Regions from separate parts of the Zea mays genome. Here region 2 is linked to region 1. A link is a contact called in public Hi-C data. All regions are on one chromosome and are shown on one strand. The core of a region is the stretch at or near the end of the contact, and the rest is flanking DNA. Distances in the headings are between cores, read along the strand shown. Region 1 holds the start of LOC103651557. Region 2 holds the start of LOC100277071.

Region 1 (7,475 bases), core at 2,315-4,814:
AAGGACCCAACAGTGCAACATTGTAAAAATGAGTTCGCAAAAGAATTACACCTGGTCACGCTTAGAGCTAAAGGGAGATTCGATTCGACAATACCTGAATGGCTTCAACATTGGCAGTAGTTTCCGCCAATTTTAACCTTTTGTAATTTATCTTCCTGTATGCTACGATTCGATTCGACAATTTTAACTCTGTCGTTTTAAAGTTTTAATAAAATTTCAGTAGGGGCTCGCCCCTCCTGTCCTATCAAAAAAAACAAGAATGCGTTGCTACGATTAAGTACAAGCATACAAGTTCTGATAGCAGGAAAAAAATTCTTTTTTTCCTGACGAACACGAGTGCAGTGATTCCAGCAGGTTCATATTTCTATCACGGTTGCTCACGAGGAGAAAGGATGCGGAAGTTGGCGAGGAGTACCGCGATCTTCGTTTTTTCCACAGCCACAACTGATATGTTGCAAGAAGCAACAGTCCCCCCACGTCGCGAAAACCCCACGCCCGCGATGCGATCCTGGTCTTGCTGGACTCAGACTCTCTCTAGCAAGGTTCGGTATACCCTCCTGTACCCTATATTTAGCGTTTTGATACGTCTGCAACCTCTCCAACAACATCTGCTAAAGAGTTCTGTAAAATAGCGTTCGTTGCCAGGAGCCGCTACATGTAGAGATTTTCTGTTCATCCTCTATCCACCACCATGCCCGTGAGAAGCGCCTCCGCGCCGATGCTCGAGCTCGCACTGTACCCTTTCGACCACCATTCGCCAGCCGTCTCCTCCGCGACCGTGCACTTCGTTGAGTCGCCGAACACGAGCTCAAGGCAGTATGGAACACGCTCGTCATGCTGCTCTTCCCTGCCCGCCGGCGGGGATGCCCAGGGCCATGCAGGCACCGCCGCTCGCCGTCGAGGTCATGCTGGAGCTTCCATCCCCTGCTCCATCCTCGTACTCGTGTTTGAATCAGCTCTCGTGTAGCAGGCAACGCAGGCGATGCCGAGTACGACACGCAGATGGTGCTCGACGATATGCTCAGCCAGCCTAGCGCTACTCTATTCTTTTTTTCATTGGTCTTTTCTCCTCTGGCACGATGTTAGATGATGGTCCTCACTCATTCTAGTGGGTTCGAGTAGATACTGAGAAAATAAAATTAATTACGTCTTTGCACGATTAATCCTAGTGAAATAAAAGAAAAACATTGAATAATATTGTAGTTTATGGATTCTTTTAATACTGTAGATATAGAGGACGAAATTTAGAGAACGTTGCTGGAGATGAAGAAATTTTAGAGGGTGAAATCTTTTAGAGTATTCTGTAAAGGACAGAGAATATTCCTTTAGAGAACGGAATTTAGGGGACGCTGCTGGAGACAGTCTCAGCCTTAGCATATCTGCTGCCCATCGACCTGAAACTTGAGAGCAAACTGAGCGCGGATACATACACTGGTATACGCACGACGAAATTTTAATCAAAATTAGACTCCGAAGGCAAGCGTAGGACGGCGAACCTGAAATTTTTACTGTTTCACTGTGAAGCCGATTCATGGTTGATGCATGGCTGCATGCAGTACCCATCAATTTGGTCCTTTCAAGTGAAGCTTCAGTCATACCATTATTGTTAGAACAAAATCTCGGTTAATTCAGTCATACCATTAATTCAATCATCTATTAATTCAGTCATACCATTATGATGGCTACCATTTCTATATATGTAGACCTTATTTAGAACAAAATCCAACAATGAATTAAGAAGAACTGCTTTCCAAAACCTTTTTACTGGTATATCTTTATGCCAGTCTAGAGTTTGTGTGAAATCAATCATAGTCATAGAACACAAGGCCAATTAGAGCCAAAGAGTTTCACAAACAGGTGGAAGAATTAGCACTTGTTAATGTAAATTTTAGTCGAAAAAGGAGACGAATTCCGTTCGCATGAGAAAGGATGAATTACATAGACAGAAGTTTATTGTTAGAGTTGAAATTGGATATACGATGCAATAAGTATTAGAATTTTAACAGTAAACATGTATGAAAAATAGCAGTAGCTTGATTAAATGTTGAAAGCTAAAATATAATAAATTGAGGATATTACCAAAAATGGATGCAACAAGAGCTTATATAACTTGGCAATGTATCCTATGCACATTAGCACTTGGTGCACATATTAAATCCAGCCCCATCATTTATCATCCAGCGTCTCTCCTACGGTCTACCTTTCTCTCCTCACTTTTTAAAAAAATCCCGTCCCATCTCCCTCACTTCCTGCTTCGAAACCCCCTGGCTCCTAGCTTCTCGGAAATCCCCTGCCATGGCGTTTCCTAAAGGCTCACTAGAGCAAACAAAAGCAAGGGAGACAGTCGAGTCAAAGTATGCACTAGGGCAATCTCTGAATGGCACCGTGAGGAGTACAACGGAGTACAGTTGGTGAACATATAAGCGTTAAAGTACTGAATGTAGCACAGGGTCAGGCAACCTTGACGACGAAAGGCGTGGAAGATGATGAAGACTATCTGAAGACGTTGAACATGGAGCTTAAGCGGGACTGGTCTAGAGGGCCTCAAATTCTAGCACCATGCTTCCATAGTAATGATTATAAATTATTACCATGCTACCCCTACTTGCATTGCTTGGTCTGGTTAAATAATCCACTGGTTGAAGTTACTTGCATTATTTTTTTTAATCTTTTTTCTTCTTCCGGCGTGCCATTTGTGAGGATGCTTTCAACAATTGTGAACATCAAGTGTTAAACTTATGCAGGGACATTAATAAGCTGTTTGGTTTGAGGAATGATCTAGTCCATCGTCTTCTCACTCGTCACTTTTTTGTTTGGTTTGTGGAATGGATTGAGTTGATCCATCATCACCTCATTCCTTATAGTTATTTAGTTAGTACTAATATTAGGAATGAGGTCATCCCACCAAATTTGAGAAATGGACCCATGATGCACCACTACATTTTGGATGAAGTGATTCCTCAAACCAAACACCCCATAAAAATACAAAGTATGCAAAATGAGAAGCAAGGGGTTGAAGGGTAAACCAGGTGCAAAATATCCTAAATTGTAAACTGCATTTTCACATATGGGATACTTTAACATGACTTAAGGGAGTAGCATTATAGGACACACGGATACACACAGTTGCATTCAACCTGAAACATGCGAAGCAGCAAATTCAGTTATCATATATACGCGATGGTTGCTATACCTGTAAGTTTCAGTTGGCTTGTATCTGAAACCTGTACCTGTATCTGCGATGGCTTGCTTGTATGTACCGCAACACTCAGGCAACGAAGGGTGGAGACGTGGCCAGTGTTAGGGAGGAGGGCCACGCAGGCAGGAAGGTGCTGGCCAAGGGCACCTGAGGTGTGCATTGAGGGTGAGGGGTAGTCCCTGAACACCGTGGGGAGGGGCGGGCAGCGAGTGAAGTGAGATGCGCCAGATGCAGAGCAAGATCAAGGGCGGGCAGCGGCGACAACGACCAAGGGGCAAGGGCGGCCGGTGGCGATCGCTCGCTCCGGTGGAGAAGCCAGGAGCCAGTTGGCCAGGGTGTTTTAAAAAAACACCAGGGTAAGAGCGCGAGCCCCACAAGGCAGAGCGCGGCATACAGGGGAGGGCAGGCAGCACTGGGCATGCGCCGAGGCGGCTTTCGCAGGGAGGCGGGGGGCACAAGGATGGTCATACACAATGGATTGTTTGGATGCGGCGGCGCATGGTCTCGGAATGCTCAAGTCAACAGCATGGACTTTGTACACTGCACCTGCGTCCTTTACTCCTTTGTTTGTGGCCAAGACCCATACCAAGACCGGCTACATATACACGATACAGCTCGAGCCGGTGACGACGAGAGCATGGAGGTCCAGGTCCAGCAGAGAGGATCCCCTGCCCCTGCGGCGGAGCTGGAGGTCTCCCTCCGCGAGTTCACCCTGTCGGACGCGGACGCGGAGGCGTTCATGTCGTGGGCGTCCGACCCTCGCGTGGTCCGCTTCCAGCGCCGCGACGCCTACGAGCACGTGGACCAGGCCCGCCGCTACATCGCCGACCACGTCCTGCCGCACCCGTGGTACCGCGCCATCTGCGCCGGCGCGGGCGCGCCCCTCCCCGTGGTGGGTTCCATCTCAGTGAAGGCCGGGCCCGCCGAGGACGGGCGGCTGTTCAGGGCGTCCGTGGGGTACCGCCTGGCGCACGCGCACTGGGGGCGGGGCATCGCGACGCGCGCGGTGCGAGCGGCGGCCGCGGCCGTTTTCACGGCGTGGCCCTGGCTGCTGCGGCTGGAGGCCGTGGCGGACGTGGACAACCCGGCGTCGCAGCGCGTGCTGGAGAAGGCCGGGTTCGCCAGGGAGGGCGTGCTGCGGAAGTACGTCCTGCTCAAGGGCCGGCCCAGGGACATGGTCATGTTCAGCATCGTCGTCGAGACGGAGCAGGACAATCCGGATGGGCTGTAGATCGTGGGCCGCGATGCTATGGGCTCCTGGCCTTTCGCTGCTGCGTAACGTTCCAGGCAGCCATGTATCATGTACTGTATGTATGATGATAGTATACCACTGTGTGTATGTGATAATCTGGAAAGGAAATAGGAAAATGAATAATCGTACCAGTACCACCGTGGGAATTGGAAAGTCAAAAGAAGAGCAGGATAAAGATAATTGTGAAGGAAGAACCAAACCGTCTACGAGGCAAAGCGTGGAGACCAACACTCGTAGTAATAAACAATGCCATGTCAGGACAAATCGCAATCAGAGGTAGCATCGGTCCACCATCCTCCGATTACAGAAAACACTATGATGATTAGGGGGTTGATGATTATGGGCAAAGAATGAATTTGATTTTGAGAAACGCACTATTGTCTTAGGGTCTGTTTGGTAGAGCTCCCCTTGCCCCTGATAATTGTCTAAAAGTGATTCTGTACGAATAAACTCTTTGGAGGAAGTGAATCAGTCGAAGAAATTAGTTAAGCTCCTAACATTTTAGTTCATTCTAGAGAATCAACCCTACGACAACACTCTAGGAGCTCTACCAAACATGCCAATCTTGTATTTAGCTCTATAGATTATTTATTTATTCGTTAACTTGCAGCTATTATTTTCAGGTATATTTCTTCCTCCAGCATCTGTTTTGATATGTGCTGTTGTTTTATTTATAGAAAAAGTGGAAATGTTGAGTTTAATTTTGCAATAATGTTCTAAGCAGAGGCATCCATATTTGATGCACTACTCTAAGCTATTTTTAAAATTAGTCACGCTTTCATTCTTATACCCCTCCACTCTGTGTTCATGACTTAGTGGAGTTTTTACCTTCTCTAGCAAATTATGGTAATAGAGTACTCATATTTAGTCAGTGGACCACGATGCTTGATATCCTTGAATGGGCACCGGAAATAATAGGAGTTACATGTGGACCACGATGATCGATGTCGCGATCTCCAAGCTGGAGAGCGAAACAGGGGAGAACCTGATGCTCACCGAAATTGTCGGCCTTGAACAAATTGCAGAGGTATACTCTTGTTCACCACCACAAAAAAAATTCAAAGCAATACCAAATCGTCTCTTGGTAATGTAATCTTGCAGGTGATGAGTCGGTGGACGGGTATTCCGGTGACTCGGCTTGGCTATAACGACAAAGAGAGGCTGGTCGTCCTTGCCGACAGGCTTCACCAGAAGCTGGTCGGCCAAACAGATGTTGAGAAGGGTGGCCATCGCATTGCCACCGTTGATGTACCTATCAAATGGCCGGAAGGACGGAGAGACCATCTTCCCCAATGCAGAGGTTATTACGTGTCCTTCCTGTGTTTACTCTCCTAGAGCATCTCCAAGAGCTCCCTAGAAGTCTCCCATAAATCAGTTTTTTGGGAAAACCACAAAAACGTGTCTCCAACAGTCCCCTAAAGCGCTCCCAACTTTTTTATAGTCCTTAAAACTCTCTCATTTGTAGATACAAATGAGAGGTTTTTGGGCTTCCCAGAAACAAACTGCCGCTTTAAGGGATCTGTTAGAGAAATGTTTAAAATTTACCCCTACTAATTATTTAGATGTCCCTTAAAACTGATTTTGAGGAGTCATTTTCTGGAGAACTTTTGGAGATGCTCTTAAGAATGCAGGTTGTAATGACTTCAACATTCTATAGGGGAAGTTATTTGCATCGTGACTGTTATACACATTGTATGCTTTTTACGGTGCACTTGCATCCATCACTATTTTACTATGTCCCTACTTCTTTTTATACTTTTTCTCTTAATATATCATCGAACACAAAAACAAACAAACATAAGAATACTGACATTTTATCGAATATTTTGTAGACCGTCGCAACGCACGGTCACCGAACTAGTAGATAGTAGAGATTACTACTCCTATAATGATCAGCACACCACCACCGGCTGGCAGCATCGAACCAGGTGCGTGGTAGTATCTGATGTGCGCTCCATTATTATATTATCCCATTGCTTGCCAATAAACTTGTTCAGTTTCTTGGTTGTTAGTACGAGTATAATTGGCAACCATACCTAAGGGTGGACTACGTACCGCGTAGACTAGCGTCCGTGAATCCATGCGTTTATACAGACAAACACACTCCAGTATGTTTGAGCCGTGGAGCATTTTGCCAACCATACCTAGCTGCTTTATTAATTAAGCAGTGAGTAGGCACAGCCGCACAGCACAGGCTGGCGGTGCAACGCCTCCCCTCCCGTGTTTCAAGGCAGGACGGGCCTCAATTAACGGGCGAAACGGCTTAACGCGTCAGATTGGGTGGACCCTATATCTCTATCTCTACTAACTATTAAGGGGGCAGTGTAGACTGCCCCCGCTCCCTACCGCACGCGCCAGCAAAAATCCCCCCGCAACCGCCTCCCGCACCTCATGCCCGCGCGCCGCAGCCGCCGCGAATCCAGCTCCAGCACGCCCATGCCAGCGCTCGCAATGGCGCACGCCCGCGCCAGCGATCCGCCCGCGCACCGCAATCGCCGCCACGAACGCGCAATCCCCGCCCGCCCGCCATGTTCTCGCAGTGGATGTCACTGTACCGCACGAGCGTGACCTTGCCCGCGACGTCGACCCCGCGGGAGGCGAGGTAAGCATAATCCTCGTTGTGGCCGTAGTTGGCGTAGACGACCTCGGCGTTGTCGGAGCCGGATCCCGAGTAGGCGAAGTACGTCGGGAGGACCTCCGCGGAGGCCTCAGCGTACGGGTCACCTTTATAGGTCTCATGCACCAAGGGGAACGGCCTGGCGGCAAGGCCGGGTGCCGCGGCGAGGGAGAGGGAGCGGTGTGGACGGGGTAGGAGAGGAGAACCGAGTAAGGGGTGATGTGTGCTGGGAAGGAGAGGGAGGAGAAGGCGTGGAGCACGTAGCGGGCGGCGGCCGCGTTGGCCTCGATGCCAGCAACGTGGGGGCGGAGGGTGAGCGCGCGTTGGTGGGCCGCCGCGGTGGCGTTGGAACCGAGGGAGAGGAATAGTGTGCTTTCGACGTCGCCGTCGATGCTGACGCCGACGTC
Region 2 (7,747 bases), core at 2,148-4,647, 150 kb after region 1:
TGGTGGGTTTAGGTCTAAGCTCTGTCATTGCTTGTAATTATATACTTCTATGAAATACAAAGCCAAAGTATGCTTTTGTGCAACTATTTTCTAGGAAATGCTACCCCTAATCATTTACACACATCTAAAATAGGTTCCTAACAAGTGTCATCATGCAAAGGCATCATCTATCCCACTCTAAAAATGCTTCAATAATGGATAGATAGGATAAGTACCTCAATATCATTCATATTAAATCGAATTCTAAAGGTCACAGTGCCACACATCTAAAAGATGGGCTTTTAGACTAAATAAATTCATATGACACATAGATAGGATAAGTATCCCCTCTATATCATTCAGGTATTCAATACTGAATTCACACGCATAGGTTTTCGAATTCTAAAGGTCACACATCTAAAAGATGGAATTTTAGACTAAATAGAATTCACATGACGCATAAACAGGACAAGTATATCCTCCTTATCATTTAGTTATTCAATAATGGATTTGTACACAGGGGATTTTTTAAAGAACTTGTGATGTGACAATGGAAATAACAGGATTTTGCATGCTATATAGAACCTTCACATCCAATCCAAGTATGCCTAATTAGAAATAGGCATGGAACCCTTACTGCCCCGTCTATCCCATTCTCGCGCGCACCAGCAACTTGGTCTACTGTTGTCAGTAATCAATCACAGATCAAATCCACAAAAATCAAACCCCAACACTGATGCAGCAAACAAATCAACAGATTAGCAACGGGTGTGAGCCTTGTCCCAAACCACAGTCAATACACAGAGACAATCCTAGCCCTAACGAGGTAGAGGCCGAGGGCTACTGGTGGGCATGAGGATAACGCGAGAGCAAGGACAGCGACGTTGAGGATGTCGGTGATGTAGGCGGCTGCGCCACCAAACCCTAGACCCTAATCTCCATGGTAGAGACGAGCGCAGAGCGAGACAAAAGAAGACGCGTACCAGAGAGATGGGGAGGCCGAGGCCCAGTTCCCACCGACGCCGCAGTCGGCTCCGCCCTTGCTCGCGTCGTAGAGGAGAGAAGTGGTGGAGTTAGGACGTGGCTGTGGACCTCTCACCACCACCAACCCGAGTGGCCGAGAGAGAGCCGCGTCGAGATCATGGTGGCGGCCCAACGACCGTGTCCGGCGCGATCTGGTGAAGCCGAGCAGGTTGGGGAAGAAGCGAGACGAGAGGGACGGAGAGAGAAGGAGGGGGAGAGGGCGGCGGCGTCGGTTCCAGAGAGGGAGAGGTCGCTCGTGGCGTCGGTTCCAGAGATGGATCGCGTGGGCGGATGGACACACGTGGGCGGATGGATCGCGAGCGGAGCGACTACCGTGACAACGGACGGTCGAGATCGATTAAAGGCAGAACGGCAGAACGGCAGAACGAGAGGGAGGCAGACTACTATTGCTTACTTAATAAGTAGTACAGATATAGACATAATAAGGTAAGGTATACATGTTGTAAGAGATGACACACCAGATTTGTGGTAGGATGAAAAAAGAGAAATAGAGAAATAAAGAAAACAAGCTAATCACTAGTAGCCAGCTAAAAGTGACGGATCATGAACTCCAAGGCACTTTGTAGGTGAAAGAGATAGACCAAATACCTCTTTTCGTTCTTTTTTGTTTGTCACATTTTAGATCAAAAAATGAACTAGTTCGAGAATAGAGGTAGTATTAAATATACAATTTATATCGTGAGAAAGTTATAATATAACTAAGCTTTTAGTTGGCTATATGATATGGCATTATCATAAATTCATCTATAGGCTATATTATAACCCTGACGCTAAGCCGAGGTAGTATTAACTATACAGTTTGTATCATGCGATGAATGGAAAATGATTTCTCGAATTAGTCAATAGTGTTGAACTTTTTTTTCTTGGTTACGCTTGAGCACAGGGTTAGCTACTGTATTTCATTTTAGTAATGGTGGATCGGATTTTTTTTAAGAGAACGAAGCCGTGGGCTCTCATCCGTTACCTACAAAAAAATATAGTCGAGATTCTTTTTGAAACGAAATACTTGAGAAAAAATTGGTCACGATTAAGAAGAATTGGCCCAGCAATCAGACTTGCTCCCTCAGTTGCTCTGTACAAATTGTCTACGCTTGATGACGCGGTGTGGTTACTCCGTCCTGTGCAGCACTGAGCAGTCTCACTTTCTTGTTCCAACAAGCTCGTTTATTAATTAGGCCTAGTTTGGATAATCTAGTAATAAAAGATATTGAAGTAATCTAGTAATAAAAGGGATTTAAGTGGATTGAGATGTATTATGAGAGTTTTTGATCTATTAAGGATTTATACACTCTTCAATCCCTCCAAACCACTTCTAGTATTACCCAAACTAGGTCTTAATATATTGAAACTGGAATGAGATGGCAAATAGCTTTGGTGCTGGGTTTATGTTACACCCCAACTCAAGAGAAAATGTCACTTCGGTTACAGTCATGAGATCCTTCTTTTTTTGAAGTAAGTACTCCTAAGTATTTTATTATTATGGGAATATAAGGAGTAAGTTGACCGTTGCTCTCTACTACTTCATGCATGTGTACCAAGAGCATCCATGCAACATGGGCTTAATTTGGCGGAGATGGTGGCGTCGGGCTGGGACCAGGAGCAGGCGGGCCAGGCGCAGGTGGGCCAGGCACAGGCGGGCCAGGCGCAGGTGGGCCAGGCGCAGGTGGGCCATTGATGAAGCACTTCTCGCAGCAGTCCTTCAAGCACGCCGTTTTCTTTCTGCTATCTGTAACAGTGAAACAAACAAAACGGGCCCAACACATGAACAGAAGAGAGGCATTAATCAGACAACCATACTATAGTACAGTATAATATCGCGTGCTGCTCTGCTCCTCGATTGTTTTGATGGGGCGTTTGACCGTGCACGTACGGTGCGGATGGCTGAGGCAGGTGGCGATGGCGCACTGCGGGTAGGTGATGGCCGGCAGGTCCTTGAAGCACGCGTTGTCATGGCAGCTGTTGTTCTTGCACTCGCGGGTGACGGCGGCGGAGACCTTGGCGGCGGCCCCGGAGAGGAAGTCCGCCACGGCAGCAGCGCCGTTGTCGTGGTCGTGGTCGTGGTGGTGGTGGCAGCCTCTGGAGCATGACTTGAAGCACTGCCAGGGCTGCGTCTTGTCGTCGTCGTCCGCCGCCCTCGCCGTCGCCGCCGCGAGGAGCGCGGCCACGGCCAGTAGAACGCCGACCGCCCTGCGCGCCATCTAGCTGGCTGGTCTCTCGGTCCACCGTCCAAGCTAGACGATCGAGCAGATGCTGTAGCTTTATGTGCGTGGATGGCTCGTTCTATATACTACAGTGTGATGCAACAAGCGCCGCGGCCCGACGACGACGAGTAACGCACGCGCGCACGTCGAACGCGTGAGGCCGCGATGTCCAACGGCCCGGGCTGATACGCGCACGGGAAACGGAGTAAGCGCTGAGCAGAGCGAGTGAGTGAAATCCGCGCGGATAGATTCATGCTTTTCTTGTTCCTGGCAATAGCAGTGGCAGCATACCTGTCTGATTTTTATTAGACATCCTCTTTCAGGTAGAGCCAAAAAAATGTTCAGTACAGGGCGACAGCAAAATGCACAGAATTTGCAGGTCAATATACACCGATTGAAATACCCAAACACACAGACTAGGAGGTGTTTGATTTCTTATGATTAATTTTTAGTCCTTTCGTTTTAGTGTCTTTTAGTCCCTAAATTGTTAAACACGCTGATTAAAAGAGAGATTATTTTTATTTTAGTCATTGTATTTGACAATTTAGAGATTAAAAAGGAGAGACTAAAAATTAGTCTCTAGAAAAACACCCCCTAAAGAGATTGGAGACTAATCAGGTGCTACACAAGCTAATCTGAATGCTCCCGCGATGATTAAAAAAAAGAGTCCTCTCCTGCTTTACCCCAGCACAATGACCAGAAAACATGCATGCGTTGCATGCATACGTGCAAAATTCCATGAGCCGTGTACAAAGTTTTCATGTATGACAATACCAAATACATGGAGATGAGATCATGGGAGAAGAAGCTCGACTGGCCAACATTATGGTCGACTGGCCAACACATGACCGCTCGACGTAGCCAAGGCCGCCCAACCAAGCCTTAACCACCAGACCATGCCCATGTCCCCTTTCATGTATATTGTTCCAAGGCATGCAAACAAACACATTTGTGATGAGATACAACTATGGATTTAAACACATGGACCATTCAGGTCTTATTCGGTTATTTCAATTCCATATGGATTGTGTGTATTGAGATGAATTATAATGAATTTTGACTTGCTATGGATTTAAACCAACTCAATACCACCCAATCTACATGGATTAACGGCGAAACGAACAAGCCCTCAAGGGTCAAAAGGAAGTCACCTCGTCACTTACATGGATTGCTGAGCTCACCAAGTCGCGTGGCCAACTAAATTAATTGTAAATCGATCTTGAGAGTCAATATGGAGCGTTGATCAAGTGAGGCGATGCATCGAAGGGGTCAGCCAGCCATGCCTTGGCTGCCCAGACTAACACGTGTCCACCCAACTACTGACTTTCTCCCTTTACTGACCTAGCTCACCTATAAGTATCCCCAGCTCAGTTTTAGCTATAAAACCCCTGGTAGAGTGTGGAAATATTTTGAAACTACCTTTAGTTTTGTGAAGTGAGCGTGCTTGATTGTATCAAGGATGAAGAGTGAGAAAAAGAGTGAAGGAGCTAGAATTTCTCTTGTACCCCGTTTGGACGTAGATATTGAAGCATGAAATTGGGAATTGGAATCAACTTTCCTAAAACATGTCGTTCGGTTGCACATGGAATTGAGATTTGAAATCAAAGACCCAATTCATTGGAATTGGACTATAACTAGAAACCACATCTCCTAATACCGAGCACCCCCTCTGTATCGGGTGAATTACACCACAACAATTCCAAGCTTCAATCCAGTGACATCCAAATAATAGAATTGGAATTATATATCATTTCAATACCATGGTTGATTTGATATTGAACACGATTCAATTCATGCCCTCCAATATCGACATCCAAACGAAGCGTTGATTTTCTATCTCCGAGCTTGTATTCTCTAAGAAAGGATATTCAACTCTCTAGGCTTGAGTAAAGATCCTTGTTATACCACTGCTTCTATACTACCTGTCTTGCTTTCATACTTAGTTACTCTGCTTAGTCGATTACAGAAACCCTAGTGCATGTTTATAATTAAATTGTATAAGTGCTTGCGTGTTACTCTGACTTACATCCAGAGTAACAATAAAACCTTTGCTTAGACGTGATGTTTAGGTTTAGTGTTTTGCTAGTGGCTGGTTGTTCTATCCCATGCAAATTTGCATGGTAGTCCCACCCAACGACAGTGAGTGTGTGTCCTAAGTATTTCGACCCGGTCGTTCGAATAGTTAACGCTGATGATATAGATGAGTTTCTATAGTACTCGCCTTACTTGTCTATGTTATTAGTACTCTGTTGCTCGTAAATGGTTCTAAGTAATCTGACTAACTTAGGGCCTGATTGGATCCCACATGCTAAACTTTAGCACCCTAAAGTGCTAATGAGTGCTAAACTTTAGCACTTTAGAGCATCTCCACTAGTTACCAGAAGAAGTCCCTAAAATTAATTTAGGGTGTCATTAACTAACATCATCTTGTCCAAAAATATACTAACTTTCTAAATATCCATATTTAGTCCCTAGACTTAGGGACCTCTTGTGTACTCCCTATAGCCTATTTCGCATGTCAATCACACTGTAAAACACATTTGCCCCCCATTAAGTCTGCACCAATGTACAAGCGACACACTTTGAATAATTGGAGCTATGGAAAGGATTAATTCAACATCCTCGTTTGATAAGTCTGAAGATGTCTTCATCTAAAAAATTAGAGAAAAATGACAAAACACGGTGCATACAGAAAGAAAATATTAATAAAGGGAAGAGCGATGATCATTGAACTTTATCATACAAACGAAACTAAATTTGAAGTTGCTAGAAAAGCTGAGTTAATTTAAAAATATTTAATAACTTAAGAATTGAAAACCGTTGGAGAATAAAATTGATTTTGTTCTCAATATATTTAGCAACTTATTAAATTTGAGGTTAGTCTTTATTTATGAAACTAGTGGACATGCTCTTATCTTTGACATCTTTTAGCACTCATGTTTGGATCTATAAATGCTGAAATTTATTAAAAATATAGTGCTAAACTTTAATATTTTGAGCAAACAAGCCTTTATACTAGTATGCTCAGAAAAATTGCATTCAGCCTAACCTACTCCATGGACGACAACCAAACTGTACAGGCCGGGCATTTGCGGTTGCAGTGCCCCGTGCCGTACCAGTTGCACGGCCCCGTCCGCCTCATCCGCGTCCTCCCCTCCCGTTTCGTACTTTCGCTCCACGAGTCTCTGGGCTCTGGCTGCCTGTTGTCCGCTGCTCCCCCGCCCCCCCTCCTCTACGAACTCTCTCAAAACAAAAACCGCAGCGTACAAGAAAAGGGAAAAATCTCACCATACCGCAACGCGCCGCTCCCAAATCTAGGGTTCCTTTTTGACCATGGCCGACCCGCCGGCCTCCGACGCACAGCCGGAGCAGGCGCCCGCCGCCGCTGCTGCTTCCAATGACCCTGCCGAGGACGCCACGGTCGAGAAGCCCCTCGCGGCGCCGCCCACGCCGAAGCTGGACGCCGCTGCGGCGGCGGATGGGTCAGCGTATGAGGTGGAGGATGATGAGTACGTGAGCGATCCCAACGATGAGCCGTTTCCTACGATGCGTCGTCGAGAGGCCAGCGACGACGAGGGGTCCGAGGACGGGAGGCCCAGGGCGCGGATCGGCCCTGACCAGGACGACGACGGCCAGGGGGGCCCCGAGGCGTACGACGACGAGGTGGACGAGGAGGATGAGGAGTACTACGACGAGGAAGAGGAGGACCTGGGAGAGGGATTCGAGGAGTACGAAGGGCGCGCGGCACCTCCCATGGAGGACGGCGGCGGCGGCGGCGGCGGCCAAGTCTCGCGCGGAGAGGATGGCGTGGCTGGAGAGGAGGGATTGCCGGAGGGGGAGGCCAAGGGCGAGGGAGAAGAGAAGGAGCAGGAGCCCTTCGCCGTGCCCACTTCCGGCGCCTTCTACATGCACGATGACCGGTTTCAGGAGGAGAACCGCGGCAGGCGCAGGTGTGTGTGGATCGCTTTAAACTGCACATTCGGTTCTAGCTCGTACTTTCTGAATAATCACACTTATTGCCACTTAATTTTAACTGGGACAACCTCTGGCCTGTTTGCACTGAGTCCGGCTTTATCAAAACAGGCACAACCAAATTGTCTGCTCAGCACCTAAAACTGATAATTACGTTAAACTAAATGCTGAAAAACTTTAATCGAAGTCTGCAATATTTTGTTAACAAGCCTTTGTCTCTCATTAGTACTAAATAAAATGGTGATATATTTCAGTTAAAGGGTCCAAAGGCTATTGGATGAGGACAGGACCCTAATGTAAAATTAGGGTTAGTATTAGGCTGATATTGCCTGGAGTTCTGAACTCAAAAGCTTGGCATGAAAAGTTACAGCTTTTCCTGACTTAGGTGAATAGAAAAAACAGAATTTGAGAAAGCGAGGGCCGAGGGCATTAATATCGTCCGCCATAATATCTGGTTTTGCTTATACAATCTCTGTCCTTTGTTTCAAAAGGCAGAACAGCGCCGCTTCGTGGACTACATAGGCATTTTGTCTAGGTGTTTTGCTGCTTAG

Evidence for each region. A called contact is a pair of places that touch in the nucleus more often than the background predicts.
Region 2: a Hi-C map of leaf shows a contact between it and region 1, with 3 times the contacts expected there. The contact joins the promoter of LOC100277071 here to the promoter of LOC103651557 in region 1. A contact is called at or near these places in 6 of 25 Hi-C or Micro-C datasets (bundle sheath, ear, leaf and 2 more) and 1 of 3 datasets of contacts at active chromatin or transcription factors (leaf).

What each region holds. Positions count from the first base shown.
Region 1 is chr3:228,189,979-228,197,453 of Zm-B73-REFERENCE-NAM-5.0, forward strand. It overlaps LOC103651557, which reads left to right and starts at 3,565. Exons shown (of 1, transcript XM_008677214.4): 1 at 3,565-4,585. The coding sequence starts at 3,618. The coding sequence ends at 4,430.
Region 2 is chr3:228,335,671-228,343,417 of Zm-B73-REFERENCE-NAM-5.0, forward strand. It overlaps LOC100277071, which reads right to left and starts at 3,398. Exons shown (of 2, transcript NM_001196351.2): 1 at 2,894-3,398; 2 at 2,344-2,749. The coding sequence starts at 3,221. The coding sequence ends at 2,583. LOC100382646 reads left to right here and starts at 6,534. Exons shown (of 12, transcript NM_001175370.1): 1 at 6,534-7,174. The coding sequence starts at 6,558.